2 separate regions of the Danio rerio genome follow, and region 1 is linked to region 2. Evidence: chromatin contacts called from public HiCAR-type data. All regions are on one chromosome and are shown on one strand. The core of a region is the stretch at or near the end of the contact, and the rest is flanking DNA. Distances in the headings are between cores, read along the strand shown. Region 1 holds the start of dusp26 (dual specificity phosphatase 26). Region 2 holds the start of pargl (poly (ADP-ribose) glycohydrolase, like).

The links. HiCAR-type assays count read pairs that join an accessible place to other places.
Region 1: a HiCAR-type map of caudal fin shows a contact between it and region 2, with 14 times the contacts expected there. The contact joins the promoter of dusp26 here to the promoter of pargl in region 2. A contact is called at or near these places in 1 of 18 Hi-C or Micro-C datasets (an unstated tissue) and 2 of 4 datasets of contacts at active chromatin or transcription factors (caudal fin and embryo).

What each region holds. Positions count from the first base shown.
Region 1 is chr10:50,499,994-50,504,021 of GRCz12tu, forward strand. dusp26 (dual specificity phosphatase 26) reads right to left here and starts at 1,710. Exons shown (of 4, transcript XM_694337.8): 1 at 1,499-1,710.
Region 2 is chr10:50,331,591-50,335,666 of GRCz12tu, forward strand. It overlaps pargl (poly (ADP-ribose) glycohydrolase, like), which reads right to left and starts at 1,699. Exons shown (of 17, transcript XM_001338221.9): 1 at 1,374-1,699.

The sequences.
Region 1 (4,028 bases), core at 460-2,959, 170 kb after region 2:
TGTCGCTGCGTCCCGATTTGCATACTATCCATCCTAAATAGTATTGGAAAACAGAAATAGTGCGCTGCAAACTGCAGAGTAGAAATGTCAAGTGTAGAAGTGTCTGTACTCTAATTACTGATATTACCCATAATACACTGCACATTTGACTGAATTTGAGAACTACAAACGCAGGTAAAAAGTGTAAACAAACTACAAACATGGCGGATGCACAAGACCAAATGTCAAGTAGAGAGGCTTCGGTAAAGTTGTTTGAATGATTATTAATGAATATATAGCCTACTGGAGAATATTTAAATCACATTTTCAGTGTGATATTTCATCTGCAGCAGCAATGTGAGCTTCTATAAAGGACATTCACTTCTGAATGCAGAATTATCCAAACACTGAGGAGATTTCTCAGCATGACAGACTCGGCAGATTAACCTGCTGCTGCTGCTGCTGCTGATGATGATGATGATATACAATAGGACATTAATTATGACAGAAATGTGAATGATGCATTGAGATGATTGACAGCTCGTAACTAAGCAACAGAACGGTATGCTAATGAGCAAGTAGTTTGTCTCAATGCTTGCACACTCCTCTGTTACACACTCAAAAGTATGCACTTTCTTAAAGACACAGTCTAGTAGGCGAACTGGGATGCAGCATGTGACTCTGATTGGTGGATTGCCTGTACAGCATCATAGGTACTGAAAATGCACAAATTCCGCTAATAATGTTTTAAAAACCCATCTGTCAGATTTAGCAGCCACTAAGAAAAAATAAAATCAATATGGAGAAAATGAATGGAGATTTTACTTCTGGAACCACACAGCTGAATATTGTTCTGCAATTAAACAAATCTGTCTTATTAAACAGGCATATATCGATTAAAACGAGTTTGGTCAGCAAACCAAAAAGATTTTGGATTTAAATTCAAATCAGTTATTCCAAATATATATATATAAATATAAACTACACATTTTACCTAAATTGAATACATTATTTATGTTTATCTTGAATTTTCTTGTTTTCTACAATGCAATTTAATATTTTCCCCTAACATATGAATCTGTGTGTAGTCATTTTTAGACTGTAATCAGTGTTTCAGTTAGATTAATTCATCAGCATTGTCTTTATCTAATGTATCTGCACAGATGAAGCATCCAGGAGCAAAATATTACTGTAAACGAGAGATCTGAGACTCATTTATGATATATATAACATATATTAAACAATTAACTTATTTATAAATTAACAATCATTTATATTAATCGAATATAGCCGATACTATGTGTATTTGAATGGTGTAAAGTCGCGTACAGTTATATTAAAGTGGCATCTGCTGAAACGAGCGATCAGAGCCATGTTAGAGAAACAAACAAAATGGCAGCATCTGGATTGGGAAAAGATCCTCCTGCATGAGATATTGCTGAAGAAATGTGGATAAAACGACGCTTACAGAGAAACATGTAGTGTGTTTAATTCAGATCCAGCCTTGTGTGCGTCTTACCTCACACACACGCGATGTTTCTGCAGATCTGATGTTTGCTGAATAATCCAGATGCATGAGATTTCGAGCTGCCAACAGCCGCGCGCTGATGTTACTGTAAAAATACTACACAGATGACAGATATTAGTGTATTATTGCTGCTGCTGTTGTGAAGCACTGGAGTGATCCTTGTTTGTGCACGCGCCTCTGCGGGTGCACGCGCGCACACTCTTGTGCACCCGCACACACTCTTGCAGATGTTAGCCCGAGAACGCGCGCGATCATTCCCGAATGTTTACGCGTCTACGTCCTAAAAATATGTATCGTTACATTTTAGGATTAATAAGTATACACTTTAGAGTGTGTGAAAGAGTATTCAAACATTGGAACAAACTACATTTACCTACATTACATTATTGTTAATGTCATCCTACTGTAGATTTGGTTTATCTGCCGTTCGCGAGTCTGTCATGAAGAAAAATCTCCTCAGGTGTTTCCAGAATTATATATTCAGAGGATATTAACCAAACACTTCTTTATAGAAGTTCACATTGTTGTTGCAGATGAAAAATCACACGGAAAATGTAATTTAATATTCTCCAGTTGGCTAGATAAAAGTCATTCAAACATCTTCACCCTTGACGGTTGGTCTCGCGCGTCCGCCATGTTTGTAGTTTGTTTACACTTTTTAACTGAATTTCGTCCAATATGTTCTACAGATAATAGTAGAGCCTCCAGGGAGCTTGGCATTCTCTTTTCAGTTCAGTTCAATTCACCTTTATTTGTATAGCGCTTTTACAAGATTGTGTCAAAGCAGCTTCACATATAAGATTATACATTGAAACAGTTCAGTTTTCAGAGTTTAAGTTCAGTTCAGTTCAGTTTAGATTAGCTCAGTTCAGTTCAATATGTTTTAATATTCACTGCTGAGAGTCCAAACACTGAAGAGTAATTCAGTTATGCGCAGCTCTAGAAGTCCCGGACTTTGCAAGTAAGTGGCGACAGAGGCAAGGAACAAATTTCACCAATGGACCAGAGTGAAGGAAAAAACCTCTGGACGAAACCAGGCTCAGTTAGCTCGACCATTTCTCCTATCGTATGGCAAAATGTCTTGTGGAGAGCTGCAGTCTAGGCGCCGGAGGCTGGAGAACACAGGACGTCAGCGAAGACTCGGCTGTCCCTGGAGCATCACAGGAATCAGTCTCAGGCTCTCCTCCATGACCATCACAGCAGCTGCTACGGCCTGGTCCAGGAATGTGGAAGCCTTGGGATCATCTCTTCTTTTCAACATACTACTGGACACACGCTATTTCTACTCTCAAATACTATTTAGGATGGACAGCATGAGAATTGGGGCACAGATACTGTGATTTTTCAATTGTGGCTGGTCTTTTTAAATATGTAAACCCTCATAAGCTCAGGGATCACAAATTCACATTGCGTTTATGGAGTGTATGGGTGTTTCCCAGTACTGGGTTGCAGCTGGAAGGGTATCCGCTGTGTAAAACATACTGGAATAGTTAGCAGTTCATTCCACTGTGGCAACCTCTGATGAATAAATGGACTAGCTGAAGGAAACATGAATGAATGAAAAACTAAGGAAAATAAATGAAAACTAATATCGTCAGTCAAAGAGTTCTGCTTATGATAATAACATTGTTTTTATTTGTGCAGCACCGTTGTTTTAGCAGTTATTTAATGATAGGTAGAAAGATTCATGATATTCATATATGTTCTTAAATTAGGCGTACACTCAATAACTTTACAAACTTTTACATTTTAATATCCACATTTGTGAATATAAATTGCTACAATCAACATATTATTGCAACAGAAAACAAAACAATCCATTTATTTTTCATACATTACCAAATTAAGCAATGTGATAGTCAGAGCGGGCAGGTATTACATTTTCCATCTTCAACCACTCACACAATCTGTCCCAAAGGGATTTGACAGTACAACTGCAAACAAATGCTGTATGTATAATTATAGTTTACTTTATTTTCCACTTATTTAAATGTGTGTCCCCTTGTGCTTATATGCATGTACCCTGAGCTCCTGTAACACAAACAAGTCACTTGGCGAATGAAGCTCATTTCTGATTCTGATAACATCAATATCCCGATCTGGCCACTAGAGGCCGCCAAAGAAAGCCAAACACCTGTCCACAGCTGGACTCACTGCGCATGTGTGCATTTTGTGACTCTTTTGAGAGTAAGGTTTGCGGTTAGGGTTACATGCTAATAAAACACAGTTTAATTGGTAATTTAATAAACAGTATGAATAATACTCTGTATAGTCACTGATTTTACATTATGGTTGAGGGAGGGGTAGACGTTAATAAAAAACAACTGTTGGGTAATTTGATAAACATATGAACAATACTCAGTATAATTACTGTTTCTACATTACTGTGAGGTTTAGGGTTGGGGTAGTGGTAGATGATCATAAGTTACAATTTATTGGGTAATTTAAGAAATAATAAGAATAATACTCTGTATAATCATTATTTAATATTAATATATATTATTATTAATATTAATACCAA
Region 2 (4,076 bases), core at 449-2,948:
CGTTACAATCTAACATTGTGTAAAAGGAAAAGGAACTTTCAGACGTGTTTGTAACTGTTAGCGTTAGCATACATTAGCTCCAGTCGTGTTTCTTAAAGCAAGTTACATTTCGTATCAAACTGTTTTAAATTACTAAACGCTGTTACAACCAAACACCGTGGAAATGTTTTAAGCTCTAAATTCGCTAATTATACAGTACACAAGCAGTAAAAAGCTTACCTTTCTGACCGGAATCCACATGGAATCTTTGAAAAATCAAACTTTTTCTTCTTGTGATCTTCGTGCCATGGTGGTTGACAACCAGCTTGTTGGAGCATTACCGCCACCGTCTGGATTGGAGTTTGGATCATGAGTTTAGTAACGCATGTGTTTATTATGAAACCAACTTCTGCTTTAAAAAAAAAACAGTCAGCACAGGAGCGTGCTATCTCAAAAATAAGCGAATTTTACATAGTTTTTCTCTGGATGACATGTATAATCTATTTATAAATAATATTGTTTTGTTTGCGTCTAAACATTGAGACCATCCACACTAAATATTCTTTTTTTTTTTTTGCTATCGTACCATGAATATTTTCTCAAATTATCATTAAACGTGGAGCTAACAGATTACTAGATAAAATAAGAACTTAATCGGTTGCCTTCAGCCGAGTCCTTGCCAGAAGCGGCCAGGACTCTACAGACAGACTCGGACCGGATATGGTTGACCGGAATCGGGCCAGTGCTTTACAGCCGCATCACAGCCGCATGTGCGCGAGCGAGGTGCGGGCCGCACTCGGCCCGGATAACACTCGCCGATGCCGAGTCGGAGCCGGAGGGGCCGGAGGGCAGCCGAGCTCGGGCCGATTACTGCCTGCTATCTGGGTACAGTTTATGAGTTCACTAATACTACAGTAAGCTCAACGAGTTGTAAATATTATATGTACAGTATAACACACACTTTAGTATGATTAAAAAAATACTATAAAGTGATCTTTCCGTGTTTTATTTACATTAACGCAAGAAGCGTAACCCAAACAAATCAGTCAATACACTTTACTGTACCATGTTTCAAGACGCTATACATTTACTATAACTTACTATGGTATTTTCTTACACGTAGGCCTATCCCAGAAATCTTAGGGGATCTCAGTTTTGCGTGAATATCGCCTTTCTGCGTGTACTCCTTATTTATTAACGTAAACAGCGTAACCGACAACAACAGAAAATCACGAGCACGGAAAGGCATGACGCGTTTATAAAGTGAATAACAGCAGGAGGTAAATTAGAGAAAGCTCTATAAACACATCATGATTAACAGCACGACAGGGAAACGTGTTGAAATAGTACATATCGTCTGGTCTGTGTTGTAAATGAATACTTTATATACTCACTGTAGTGCGCTGATGCTGTGTGTCCTGGTGTCGCTTTCACTTTCGGTTTTGCTGAAACTGAGTTCAGTCAAACAGCAACTCACTCCAGCTCCACTGTAAACTCGCTGTACACTCTACAGGTAACAGATGAACTCACCTGTCCAGTGTGTGTGTGTGTGTGTGTGTGTAGGTGTGGGTGGGTGTGTATGGGTGTGTGTCTGTCCGCGCTGCTGATATCGGTGTGTGTATGTGTGTGTGTCGTTTCTCTGAAGCTCAAAGTGAAAGTGAGTCCAGATCAGCAGCTCTTGCTGAACACACACTCCGCCATTGTGTTTTCCTGCTCTAACAGATTCACTGATCAGCCTTTTTTTATTTATCTCCAGCCTTTCGTCACGTGACGCAATTTTATTTCCCTTTTCAGCCACCAGGTGGGGCTGTTACTAGAAGGGATACAGCTGCGGCCGATAGTTAACCAGAGTTCATTCATTCATTCATTTCCTCTTCAGCTTAGTCTCTTTATTAATCCGGATCGCCACAGTGGAATGAACCGCCAAATTATCCAGCATTTTTTTTATGCAGTGGATGCCCTTCCAGCTGCAACCCATTACTGGGAAACACCCATACACTGTCATTCACACACACATACACTACTTAACTTACATTTTTAGTAAAAGTAATTAAATGATTTATTTATCAACTATTTAGTTTATGTTTTTTCCTACAATATTTCCACAGACCCCCAGATCAGCTTTGCAAAGTCTAGAAGGGATACAGCTTTAGTCCCTTTAATTATCGGGGTCGCCACAGCGGAATGAACCGACAACTTATCCAGCATGTTTTTACGCAGCTGATGCCCTTCCAGCTGCAACCCATCTCTGGGGAAGATATCACCTTTCTAGCATATTTTTTGTGTCTCTGTACATCAATAATTACTGATTTACATTACTCTGAGGGTTGGGTTTACAGTCGGGGTTGGAATAGACGTGAATAAAATACAGTTTACTGTTAATTGAATAAATAATATAAATTATTAACTTCAGGCCGTAGCTGTATCCCTTTTAGCAACAGCCAACATAAACCCCTTAGCAAAGTGATCCAGACGGGTTTCCTAGCAACGTCAGCGCTTACTTATTAATATTCATAATAATCATTCACTCACAGATCTGACAGAGGAGCACACTTTTTGTGACAGTTGTCTTTATTAAGCACAAGAGGGCGCCAAACTCCACAGTTTAATCATCAACTTTAAAAAGAAAAAAAAGCGTAACTAATGAGGTATTTGGTGTCCGCATTGACGTTCAGTTCACTTAAAGGGACAGTACATGAATAAATAAATAAATCAATAAATAAATCAAATATGTCGTCATTTACTCTTCCTCCAGTTTGTTACAAACCTGTCTGACTTTCTTTTTGTCTGTTTAACACAAAATAGATATTTATAGGAACAACAAACGTTGTCATAATGTGTTGTTACTACTGAAGTCAATGGTTACCGGTTTTCAATAGTCAATAAATAGTGAGGAATATGTCATTTTTAAGTGAACTGTGCCTTTAAGATGATGGCTCATTCACCTCAAAGCAAGAAGGTCTCTGGTTTGAGTCTCAGCTGGGTCAGTTGGTGTTTCTGTGTGGAGTTTGCATGTTCTCCCCGTGTTGGTGTGGGTTTTCGGGTGCTCCGGTTTCCCCCACAGTCCAAACACATGCGCTATAGGGGAACTGATCAACTAAATTGTCCGGAGTGTGTGTGTGTGTGTGTGTGTGTGTGTGTGTGTGTGTGTGTGTGTGTGTAAATGAGTGTGTATAGATGTTTCACAGTAATAATTTACGGCTGGAAGGGCATCTGCTGTATAAAACATATATGCTGCATATATTGGTGATTCATTCCACTGTGGCAACCTCAAATTAATAAAAGGACTAAGCTGAAAATGAATGAATACACATTCGACACATTGGCTCAGTGGTTAGCACTGTGGCCTCACAGCAAAACATATGCTGCAGTAGTTGGCGGTTCATTCCGCTGTGGCGACCTCTGATAAATAAAGGGACTAAGCTGAAGGTAAATTAATGAATGAATAAATTATTGAATATTTAAAATGGTAAAAGAATAGAATTTCTGATAATCAGTGTTGGGTCAGATATGGAGATGCCCGATGCTGGGTCAGATATTTTCAATTCAGTTTAAATTAGCTCTTCACTTTTTAACCCCATGGTTGGGTTTATCCATTGTTTACCCATGAACTATTGAATCCATATTTTACCTACATTTTACTCAGTGTTCATGATTCTTCAGAAATCAGTTTAATATGATCATTTGATGATCAATAAATATTTATGATTATTATTATCAGTGTTGAATACTTGTGTGTCATGTGTTCATTCATTCATTTACTTTCAGTTTAGTCCCTTTATTAATCAGGGGTCACCACTGCAGAAAGAACCACTGAATATTCCAGCATATGCTTTACACAGCGGATGCCCTTCCAGTTGCAACCCAGTAATAGGAAACACCCATACACACTCATTCACACACACACACACACACACATACACTGCGGCCAGTTTAGTTGATCAGTTCCCCTATAGCGCATGTGTTTGGACTGTGGGGGAAACCGGAGCACCCGGAGGAAACCCACACCAACACGGGGAGAACATGCAAACTCCACACAGAAACACCAACTGACCCAGCCGGGACTTGAACCAGTGACCTTCTTGCTGTGATGTGAT